Regions from separate parts of the Columba livia genome. Here region 1 is linked to region 2. A link is a contact called in public Hi-C data. All regions are on one chromosome and are shown on one strand. The core of a region is the stretch at or near the end of the contact, and the rest is flanking DNA. Distances in the headings are between cores, read along the strand shown.

Region 1 (5,801 bases), core at 709-3,208, 130 kb after region 2:
AGGCTAAAAAGGCGTAAGTACATAAACAGCATACAGTAAATAATCACTTGTATACAGAAAATGAACACACTTGAGTATGCCAGATAGAGCTCGTATTAGCTCATTTTGAAATGAACAATGAGAAAGAAGTGACCCAACTTGACCGCCCAGATTGACCCACCAGACAGAAACATACAGATGCTTTTTATATAATGTCAGCATATTTCACAGACCAGCATTCTAGATAAAGGTGACACCAAACTTAAGTCCAAACACTGTATAGATTTTGTAAAGCATTTCCAAAGCAACATCAATTCTTCAGACTTCCAGAGTCAAAGATTTAATCTGAAAGACACTTGAGCATCTTTTTATTCAGCAAAGTGAAGGTGTGCAAGTGATTTTAACTGCCCTCTACTAATTCCACAGAGGAACCTTTTAATGGTGATACCACATTGTTGATAACTGTTTGTTAATGATAATACATATAAGAGCCAAACCATTTATTAATGACAATACATATGAGCCACTTAAAGTATTTTTTTTTCTTTCCTCCTCCCTGTGATGAAATATTAGGAACAGTGACTTGGAAATCAACTGATTCCTAGAGCTGGCACCCCAGTCAGTCCCTAGTGCCTGCAGAGCACCTTACTGAGAACACTGCAGCTCAGGGAGTGACAGGATCTGCACCTGGGCTGAAGGCAGCGAACACAAAAAAAGGAGTATACTCAAGATGAGTACCTTTAAATACCTTTAAATTCAGTGACAGCCATTTAGAAAGAAGGCCACTGTGGAAGTCCCATAAAAGAAGAATCCTTACCAGCATTTGCTGGAAAAAAAAGTCCCTCCGCTAATACAATTCTTTTAAACATTAAATAAATCTTCTCAAAAGCAGCACATATACTTAATTACAACAGGTATGAATTTTGAAGGAAATTATGAAAGTCTGCCTTATTTCTTGATTCAGATAATTCTGCTGGTTTTACTTGGGCTTTACAATTTTTAAAGTACGCACTTTTATTTGGATTTCACACAAAACAAATGCACTCCTACGTTCTCAAGAGAACTCTCAGGTCTCAGTATCACATCTCATTTGACGAGTTGCATTAAATTGCAAAACTAACCTTAAGCCTAGCTGCTGCAGAATGTAGCTGAATATGTTTAGCTGCCATAATCACTGGACCACCACCACAAAGTGGTAACGTTCCTTGGAACTCACCAGGATTTAATCCCTGACCTTCTGGTATTGCTCCCATTTGGGGAATGGGCATGATACAGGGATCCACCTCTCCCAGGGCAACACACCTCTCTACAACTGCACTTTCATCCTCCAGTGGACATAATCTCTGTGACACTCCTAAAATATTTGGTACTGGTTCCAAGTAAATGTAAAATAAACTTCAGATGGCTCAAATGCTAAGATGAGCTTTTACTCACAGCTGTTGCAGAAACCAAGCAGCAGTAAAAGCAGCAGTTCAGACATCAGGAGAACTAGCTAACAAACATCCCTTGGAGTCATAAAGTAGTAGGATAAATACATTTAGGTTCTGAAAAGAAGCCCTGTCATATTTCTCCAGCACAGTACAGAAGAACTTTGGATGGACTGGAGAGATTCACTGCTGTAAGAAACAAGAAAAAAGAAATGCAGAATCTTTGTTTACCTAGGTCTGTGGTTTCTAAGTACCTACTTTTTACTACGATCATTTCTTGACTCAAAGTGAAAATGGGAATTCACCATTTTCTCTTTTTTTCCTGTCCAATGTGCAGATGGGGCATATTTTCGTTCGCTCCATCAATCCCTGCCCCCTACGCACAAACTCGTATACATGCACCTAGCCAGTGGAAAAGAAAAAAAGGTTACTCATTAATCCATTCTACAAAGCTTTCCAAACTGAAATGGGTGGGTTTTACATCTCCAGCAAGGATCAATATATAGGTAGGTACGTAGCATACCTCAGCACAGCTCAAAGTGAAGTGTTCATCTTGGATAGCACAACTTTGCTCCTGGCATATTTTAAAACAAAACTCAACAGTATGGAGAGGATGATTATTTTCTGTATGCTTTTCTTCTGCTCTAGTACGGCACTGACTGCAGCTCCACACAAAATAGCAAAATACAAACAACTTTTAAAGACAATTGATCGGTTAGAACCCATAGTGAAAGATAAGGTAAGCAAAGTATTTGTCATAATATTATTTTCAAGCATTATGTACTGCTTAGAATATATCTTGTGAGGGATATAACTTTCAAATGTTTAACTTTTCTAACTTAGATTTATTTTATTGTAGGATGTCGAATTGCTGCATACACCAGAAAACCCTGTGGTGAGACTCCTTTAACCTTTCTAATTGTATGAATTTGATTCTGTACTGGTTTATCCCATTGCCAAACGGCAGATGACTTCTTTTTCACATCTCTGACCTAGTACTCTTAATGCAAGCTAGATTTAAAAAGAAAGTACTTTGATAAAAGTTCCTTATTTCTGGATTTTTAGTGGCAGAACTGTTTATACTATGTAATCTTAATAACTATCTTGCTATTGTGTGTGTATTCCAAGACACCCACAGATTCAAATTTGTATGTATTCTGTTTACTCAAGAAACGGTGCTAAGAGTGGGGATTCACACAAGCTCTAGCTGAGCAGTGGTGCTCTTGGGGATGCAGGTTTTGGGAGTGGAAGTGCCTCTGGCTGCCGGGAGCTGCAGCAGCACTGGGAACACCCCCGAGCGAAACCCCAGCAGACCCCCTTTCCCCCCACTGAAGCTAAAAGCCAAGTGTGACACTGTAAGGCCACGTTACGTGGTGCTTCCTCTCATAGGGGATCACACTTGTTTCTCTGAGACTATTCGTGTGCAAGGGTTGTGCTAGCAGTGGGAACACAGAACTGCATTTTGCAAGTATTCTCTTTGGATTTTAACGAGTTAAAATCACAAGAACAGGTCCCTGTTAATCCCCTTTTAATACAGACATTTATTCATACATTATTTAATGCTGATATTTTGTGTTCCAAGCTCAGGAACTTCTTACCTGTAGTAAATTACTCTAGAGTCACAGAAAGTGTGTGCATACTCGAATGTGGCAGGATGCAAGATTTACTGTGAAACTAAATGCTAATAGTAATAACAACATGTCTGAAAAGCTTACAAAGTAAATGCATCCTCCTTTCTTTTGATAATCCCCAACATGCAACAAAGCTCTAGAGCTAGTCATGGCTAATCTAATGTTATACTTCTGTTACCAGTTGTCTTAAATTTACCCGTAATGTTGATTTCTTAGCCCTTCAGAAAGCAAATAATTTTGATCAATGTATAAAAATGATCATTATGCACAGCTTTTTGAAAATGCTGAAAGTGTAAAGCTATTGACTCAGGACTGTAAACTTTCTTGCAAAACAAGGACAAGAAGAAAGGAAGACCACTCACCTCATTTCACACAGGTTTTGTTAGCCTCCTCCTAGGCTTCGCAGTTGGGTGCATTTTTTACTTCCCAAAACCCTACAGAACCATGACCAAAACAGATACGGTCCATCTCAATGCTAGAAACAACTGCAGTGCAAAAACCTAATGCACCCTAACTAATTGCTGGCGTTTTTTTTTTTTATTAACACGCTTTCTAACTTGTGGTGTCAAAGTGAAAAGGAGGAGATGATTAGCTGTCATTTCACTGCAGTGTTTGCCACTACCTCTGAAACAAAGCAAATACAACTAGTGACTAATCGCTTCATCAGTCTGCATTTTGTTTTTTTCAAAAAACATGGTCACCTCAGGAAGGAAGACAACAGTTCATGTGCAGCTTAGGGCTTTACGATCTTATTCTGGGAGGTCTCAACTATCTTTGCTGAAAACTAGAGAAGATAGAGAATTCACATATTTACAAGGTACAAAGTCAATATAGGTTCAGCCTCTGATGAAAAGCTGAAAAATATTTCTGTGCTAATAGTAATTATCACCAGCAAACACAGTAACAAACTTCTCATCCTGCAGGGTGAAATTTACATTTACTGAATTGTCCAAATAATAAAATATGAATGACAGTGTGCCAAAGCTGTGCTCAGGGTGACTAGGTGCAATTACATCCAAATGAAACAGGATTTAATGAAAAGTCTTTCATGTAACTGTATTTCAAATATCAAAATACCGCTTCTATGACAATCTGCTTATGCCAGATTTACATTTGGCTTTAAATATTCAGGAAGAAGACTACCTTTTATAACATTCAAAATTCAGTGGTTTATCACTACTTTGTTTTACTTCCTTGAGCTTCCTGTGAGTGGAGTGAATATTAGCCTCAATTCAATCCCACACACTTTTCTCATACATTTATTAATGAAATATCTTAAAAAAGAAAAAAAAAAAAAAAAGGAGGTGAGAAGTTTAAAAGCTCTGAGGATATTAACTCCAGGGAAAACCTGCTGAGGCTGAAAAAGTAATCTTAAGGCTGAACTCATTCAAGACCAGAGGGAAAACAAGGTCTATTGCTGCTGATTGACAGTGCAGCTGAAGCCAGTGGCACAACGCTGATTTACATCGGATCAGCATCTAACTCCACTGAACACTAATTCAGGAAGTGAAGGCTTTTCAGGCTAACCTGTAAAGTTAGTTTGAGTCAGATGCAGAGTATTGCTGCAAATTGCCTCTCATACAAGTGTTTTACATGTTTGCCCAGGCACCCTTAGACATCCCCAGTGGTCTACGGTTTTAAATGCAGCTTCATCAAACTGCTTAACCCATCACAGCATATCAAACCCCACAATCCCTGTGCTCCTCTGACTGTTGGCCTGCCTACAGCTAACTGTTAACTCAGCAAAAAAAAACAGACAAAGAAAGGCAGCATGCATGAGAAATGCTGGTTTCTCAGCACAGGCAGAAAATGTTTTCAGTTTCAGCTGGAAAACTGAGCTTTTCAAAAACTAGTGTTTTTTTTCCAGTAAGCAAGACTGGTTACGGTAAGAAGCCTGAAACAAACATAAATGTGTGGTTTTTTAGGAAAATAAAATGTTACATCTAACCAATATAAAATGTTGCTATTAAAATTTGCTGTAAGCAACATATATGAAAGTTGCCTTGTCCTTGCCAAAGCAGCAAACTGCAGCAGCATCTAATGAACCAGATGAGATTCAGCATCAGTAGCAGTTGGTATGCAAAACAGGGATGATGGCTTTGGAGCCTGTCTAATGTGCATCATCAGCACTTCTAAATGTTTCCTTCTTTGGAAAACAGAAAGCAAGTTAGAAACTGGCTTCAGTAAACACTGCTGTTCTTTCTCTGCTGACTACAGGTTAGTTTTGGTGATATTTTCCACGGTTGCATGCCTAGGAAAGGAAATCAGCCACTGTGCAGGAAAGGAGATTCCGTAGCGCTTGTAGTCTTTCTGTTCACACCAGTAAAATCAATATGCAGTTGCATCATGAAAAAGGCAGGTTGCTCTAATTCCAGATAAACTGCAGCAAGTTCATGCCATCCAAATGGATGGCTTCTTTTTCAAGTTAGATACAAATGCTTATTGGTCTTGACTTGGGTCTAATGTGCACCTGAACTTGAAGCAATGTGGTGAGACAATACAAGTCAGGAGCCTGGCTCCTTATCCTGCCTCTCATCCTCAATCCTTCTTTTCCCTTTAGTAAGGTAACTAACTTCATCACCTTCATTTCCCATGCTACCAAGAGAGAACTGTTAAATAATATTTGAAAATATGCAGTTCTATGTCAATTCTAAGTATAATTATTAAGAATGTAATATTAGAAACGGTGAAAAAAAAGGCAGGAAAAAAGTGTATTCCCACATACTGCATCAAGAAACAGTCCACAGTTATATTAGTTGTTGTT
Region 2 (6,210 bases), core at 3,636-6,135:
GCCCACGGTGTTTTCTCAAACACTGATCGCTGGGATTTAACACACGACTGAACACGTGTGCTCTTAGCCCAGAGCAAATGACAGGTAATAGGTGTCTCATGTGAATGTCTTTCATATTAAAACATTTTACATCACATTTACAACTGGCTGAGAGCACAGACATCATTAACTCTCCCTGCTCCTCAGACACACTGCAAAGTACAACGATGTAGCAATTCAATCATTTTTCAGTGACACTTGATCCATATAATCTTTTTCCTGTTTCAGCTGCGGCTCTACCTTTTGTTAAAGTCCATCCAACCACTTTTTAAAATTCAGTATTTACCCTGCTCAGCCAATCTGTATGAGCCTCACAGATCAGCCCTTCTGTTTTCACAATAAAATAAAGGTTTTTCTACATCTGTTTTGCACATAAATGTCCATGGCATTTGTAAGCCCTTCGACCTGTATGATGAAAAGCATTAATTACACTGAGACCTGAACAGCAGCAGCACCAAAGGCATTTAAAGCAGTTATGGCTGTTGCAAATGAAGGTATGATCAACAGGGGGAGCTCTAAACCTAGAAATAAAAACCCATTTCTCCATTCTACCGATCAAGAAAGCAACTTGCGGTATTGAGCTAAGTTAGAGGAGACCTCTCAAAAACCATAGCTGCTCCTGACAAGTAAACACACACTCAATTATGTTGCTGGGGTCTGAGGTTGGGGTTGATTTTTTAACTGGAAGAAAAAGCTAAATTATGCATGCAAGCAACACCACAGAGCTATTAATTTGCAGAGAATGAACTACACCTGTAAAGTATCTAGGAAACTAAGCAGTACTAGAATAATGGGATTTGTGTTTATTTTTTAATAATTTATATTCTTACAGAATAGGATGGCACTATAGTTTGTGGTCAATTAGCAAGCTTGAAACAGACCAGTTACTGTTGTCATGTTTTCTCTCCTAGAGTAATTCTAGAAAAAACAGTCACTTATATGACTTGGAATCCGGTGGTACATACGTACAACAATCCTCGGAGCCTGACTCTTGACTGGCTGAGATAGAAAACCTCTGACTGTGGAACAGTTCCCAAAAAATATTACAGTAACCATAAAAACCAGAAGCTACAAACAATTCCTCTGACCTCATCCTTAGCTTTATATTTCAGTGAAAGTCACAGCTTTAAAGAAAGAACACACTGCGTATTAGCATGGGAAAATATAAATAGATTAGGCTTAATTACTTAATGTGGCATTGCTTTTTAACGAAATGAGTGTTTTCAACCACTGATACAACCAAGAGGTATGTAACAATAATAGAACTTCCTATAGAATTAAATTAGCCATAGCAAAAAACTGTAAAGATACCTTAATTTATCATTTTCTAGTGAGAAAAGTGGCAGAGAGGGCACAGCAGGCTGACACCAGAAGTCAGCACACAATGTGCAGCCAAGTCAACCAGTAAAACTATCATTGAAGCTAAACTGATGATATTACTGACAAAAAGCAAGATTGCCTCACCACCGTTTCTGAGAGCCGGTATGCTGGAACAGAGCATCTCCCCCTTAAAATGGACAATGACAACGCCAGGTTTGAAAACAGAGATTTGACAGGGAAGTGAAGGTAATCGATAGAAATTAAAGTGTTGGGACACTTTCCAAAGTAACTGTAAAATAAATTTATTTAGGAAATAACCATAATCAGATGCTGCATCAACCCAAATGCTGACTCTGTGGAACGTTACGAGAATGACAAATACAGCAACTCATTAATCAGATCGGTAAACTGCTAATTTTTCAGGAGAGCTTTGATTTGCACATGTGCTCCCTTTTGGGTGAATTTCAAGTAAAAACCAAAAACACGTTTCAGAATTTCCAATCCTAAAATATATTCCAGTAAATAAAAGGTGGAGCACAAACCTACACGTATACAAAGGCGAAGGTCTGAAGGGAAGTGGTTAAAAAAAATCACTTAGCTCTCCGCAAACTGTGAGCCAGTCGGTTCTCTCAACCACGACAGGAATTTCAACAAGAGCTGCTCAGATGGCAGTTTGCAGTATATTTCCTAATGACATGAGGAGCAACACAGGCTCCTTCTAACCTGACATCAACTCTATCGGGAGTGATCATCCTCATCCTTTACAAGAATATGAAAGAACCTCTTAAGACTAATGGGCTTAGTGGCATTATATTCCCCACACCAGCACCACCTCTCAGTTAAGATTTTTGCACAACAGCTGAGCCACTCTGCTGCCCACACAGGAGGCAGCACTCAGCAGCAATCAGCCACTGAACTTCACTCTTAATCCTACAAACACCTGCACACGTTTTACTTTGTGTGGGGACTAATTCAATCAAAGCAAGAGAGAAAAATGGCATCTTCTAAGAGGCACAAGGCTGCAGCACAAAGCAGACACCTCATGGTATGTCACTGGGTTATAACAAGTGCCATACCTCAGCTTTACATCAACCTCCTCTGCCTGGATGACTGCACCGGTCACAGGCTGCACAGTGACAGCATCGCCGGGATTTACTTTCAGGTTCTTCTGCGTGGTTTCACTCAGCCCAACTTTCCCACCTGGAAAGCCTGTGGTGGGCCAAGCCGTACAGACCTAGGCAGAGTTTCAAAGCAAACAAACGTTAGCTGAGGTTTCCCATCCCTCCCCCGCCCCATTCACAGTCTTCCAGTTAAAGTAATCCAGGTTTTGTTATGAAAAACATGGGCACAGGGAAAGAAGGATTGGGTGCCACAGTGCAAGATACAAGTAGCACTGAGTTCCTAAGATAGGGTCCAAGCCACTTTTCAAGAAATAAGAGGTTGCATTTTGCCTACAAAGGAGATAATAAAATTCTACACATTCTGCAGGTGACACAAAAGCATATGCTCTGCTGACTAGGAAATGCTATAGAACAATGAAGAAAGAAGAGTAAAGGGCTACACTCTTTCTTTGAAAATAAAATACACGTGTGCATATATAATATACAATATATAACCCATGTTCACACACAACTTCTAAATTAATTGAAAAAGATGAGCAGCATGGATTTTTTTTCCAGTTCATAGAATCACAGAATGTCAGGGATTGGAAGGGACCTCGAAAGATCATCCAGTCCAATCCCCCTGCCGGAGCAGGAACACCCAGATGAGGTTACACAGGAAGGTGTCCAGGCGGGTTTTGAATGTCTCCAGAGAAGGAGACTCCACAACCCCCCTGGGCAGCCTGTTCCAGAGTCTGTCACCCTCACTGAGAAGAAGTTTCTTCTCAAATTTAAGCGGAACCTCTTGTGTTCCAGCTTGATCCCATTACCCCTTGTCCTATCATTGTTTGTCACCGAGAAGAGCCTGGCTCCATCCTCATGGCACTCACCCTTTATATATTTATAAACATTAATAAGGTCCCCCCTTAGTCTCCTCCTCTCCAAACTAAAGAGCCCCAGCTCCCTCAGCCTTTCTTCATAAGGGAGATGCTCCACTCCCTTCATCATCTTGGTTGCCCTACGCTGGACCCTCTCCAGCAGTTCCCTGTCCTTCTTGAACTGAGGGGCCCAGAACTGGACACAATATTCCAGGTGTGGTCTCACCAGGGCGGAGTAGAGGGGAAGGAGAACCTCTCTGACCTACTGACCACCCCCCTTCTCATACACCCCAGGTACCATTGGCCTTCCTGGCCACAAGGGCACAGTGCTGCCTCATGGTCCAGTTCTGAAAATAAATTCCTAACTACCGTACAGCAAACACAGAAGAGCACACTGGCAGTCTTCCCCGATGCACACTGCATCCCGCTGCCTGTCGAGCCCACCAGGAGCACAGGGGAAGCGCAGAAGAGCGCGGGCAGGGCAGGACCGGGTCTCACCTCCTGCCGCCCGCCCGCGGCGCCCAGCAGCACCGGGCGGCCGATGCAGGCGCCTGCGGACTTCATGCTGCTCAGCGACAGCTGCGCCAGGGCCCTGCGCAGCATCCTGGGGACCTTGTCATCTCCTAACGGTTTCAGAAGAAACAAAAAATACATAATCGGTTTTTTTTTTCTCCACGTGTCAGAGGAGACCAGTGTTTCCCGCACTCCCCAGTCAGCACAACCGGCCGGACCCTCCCAGCCCGGCCCGGGCACGGCCCCGGCACACGCTGCTGCTCGCTGGCTGTTCCGCACGGTTCCAGTCCCCGGCGGTACCTCCCGCGGCGGCCGTTACTCTCCCACACGGCCATAAAAAACAAATGTCACGGTGTCTCAGCCGGCCTGGCCTGAGAGACGCCACGCACCCGGTCCCTGAGGGGCCGGGGAAGCGGGAACCCACCCGGCTCTGCCCAGACTCATTTTTAACCCAGCCGCCCTCCGCCCGGCGTGAGCCGCCGCCCGCGCCCCCGTACCTGCCTCCACGGCGTCGACGACGCCCAGCACCAGTGGCCCGCCCTCGGCGGGGCGAGCCCGCGGGGAGCCGCCGCTGCCGCCGCCGCCCGGGGCCGCACGCCCCTTGCTCTTCCTCCTGGAGCCGGCAGACATGCTGCCCGCCGGCCGCTGCTGAGAGCTTCCGGGGCAGAGGCCGGCACCGCCCCGCTGGCGGCCGGTTCCCCCCGCTGCTGGGCTGCGCGGCCATGGTCCGGCTGTGGCGGGCGCGGGGCTGGGCGGCTCTGTCGGGGCTGCGGGCGCGGCCGGACAGGTTCGGGGGGGTGAGCGTGGACCTGGCCGAGCTGCGCCGTCCCCTCCGCGTGGAGCGGGCCGCCTTCGGGCGGTGGCTGCGGGGCAAGTGCCGGGTCCCCGGGGCCGCAGGGTGGGCCGGGTGGGGGTTCCCGGGGCGCCTGGGCCCATGAGTGACCGGCCCTCGGCCGCCTCAGCTGGACGGCGCGGCGGTCGCTGCCCTCCCCACAACCGCGGGCTGGCGGCGGAGGGACGTTCCCTCCCGTCACATTGTCACATAAGAGCCACCTGTCCCTGTGTGAACACCCAACCCAGCCGCCTGAAATGCCGAGCTGGCCGCACCCCCCCACCCCCCCAGTCATATCTCACACCGATGGTCACTTGGCCCTGTGGTAAATGAGGTAAAAATACGGATTTTCAGGCATAGATCCCAGTGCTTGTGCACAACAGGGTTTAAAAGCAGAAGGAGAAAGGGCGAGGGGCACCCAGAGGGTCCTAGTGGGCCGGTGTCCCCACGGGTGACCCTGCCTTGCTCTGGGCAGAGGCGCTGGCCCGCTGGCGGCACGAAGGCCGCGTCGCCGTGTGGCTGCGTGTCCCCATCCTGCAGAGCGGGCTGGCGGCGGCGGCCGCCGCGCAGGGCTTCGCCTTCCACCACGCGGAGCCGGGATCGTCCACCTTGACGCTGTGGCTGGGAGAAGGGCCCAGCCGGCTGCCGGGGTTCGCCACCCACCAGCTGGGAGTCGCAGGTTAGTTACAAAATAAAGAGTGGTTGCGTCCAAGAAATGGCTTTTAAACGCTTAGGAGCAGGTTCGGCAGGGAACGGACTGCACCTCTGCCCAGGCAGTGTGTGGAAACCTGCTCGCTGTTTGGGGAACTTCTCAAAGTGAAGCATCACGGATGCACCTGTGCAGCCGCGCGTGTTGCTAAACAGGCCGATAGAGAAGTTTCTCAAATTACTCCAGTTTGAGAAAATGGTTGACAACAGCTCAGGGAGAAGAAAATGTGGTCCCAAAGCATTAGAGTTTAACTCATGGATATTGTTATTAATCATCTAGCATCATTAAGCATCCAGCGCAGGGCAACAAAGATGATGAAGGGAGTGGAACATCTCCCTTAGGAGGAAAGGCTGAGGGAGCTGGGGCTCTTTAGCTTGGAGGAGACTGAGGGGTGACCTCATTAATGTTTATAAATATGTAAAGGGTGAGTGTCACAAGGATGGAGCCAGGCTCTTCTTGGTCACAACCAATGATAGGACAAGGGGCAATGGGTTCAAACTGGAACACAAGAGGTTCCACTTAAATTTGAGAAGAAACTTCTTCTCCGTGAGGGTGACAGACACTGGAACAGGCTGCCCAGGGGGTTGTGGAGTCTCCTTCTCTGGAGACATTCAAAACCCGCCTGGACACCTTCCTGTGTAACCTCATCTGGGTGTTCCTGCTCCATGGGGGGATTGGACTGGATGAGCTTTTGAGGTCCCTTCTAATCCCTGACATTCCGTGATTCTGTGATCTTTTTGAGAAACATCTCTTGGCTTTCAGTTTGCAGGTGGGAGGGGTAGGATTTCAAGGTTCAAGTGGTTCAATTTTAAAAATAAA

The links. A called contact is a pair of places that touch in the nucleus more often than the background predicts.
Region 1: a contact with region 2 is called in a Hi-C map of crop, with 3 times the contacts expected there. The contact joins the promoter of IL21 here to the promoter of AFG2A in region 2. A contact is called at or near these places in 2 of 2 Hi-C or Micro-C datasets (crop and liver).

The regions. Positions count from the first base shown.
Region 1 is chr4:66,238,357-66,244,157 of bColLiv1.pat.W.v2, forward strand. It overlaps IL21 (interleukin 21), which reads left to right and starts at 1,959. Exons shown (of 4, transcript XM_065062131.1): 1 at 1,959-2,145; 2 at 2,266-2,301. The coding sequence starts at 2,011. All of the region lies in intron 3 of LOC110364861 (a long non-coding RNA gene), which reads right to left.
Region 2 is chr4:66,106,243-66,112,452 of bColLiv1.pat.W.v2, forward strand. It overlaps AFG2A (AFG2 AAA ATPase homolog A), which reads right to left and starts at 4,886. Exons shown (of 16, transcript XM_065062123.1): 1 at 4,348-4,886; 2 at 3,836-3,960; 3 at 2,436-2,593. The coding sequence starts at 4,786. NUDT6 (nudix hydrolase 6) reads left to right here and starts at 4,785. Exons shown (of 5, transcript XM_065062952.1): 1 at 4,785-4,991; 2 at 5,115-5,361. The coding sequence starts at 4,785.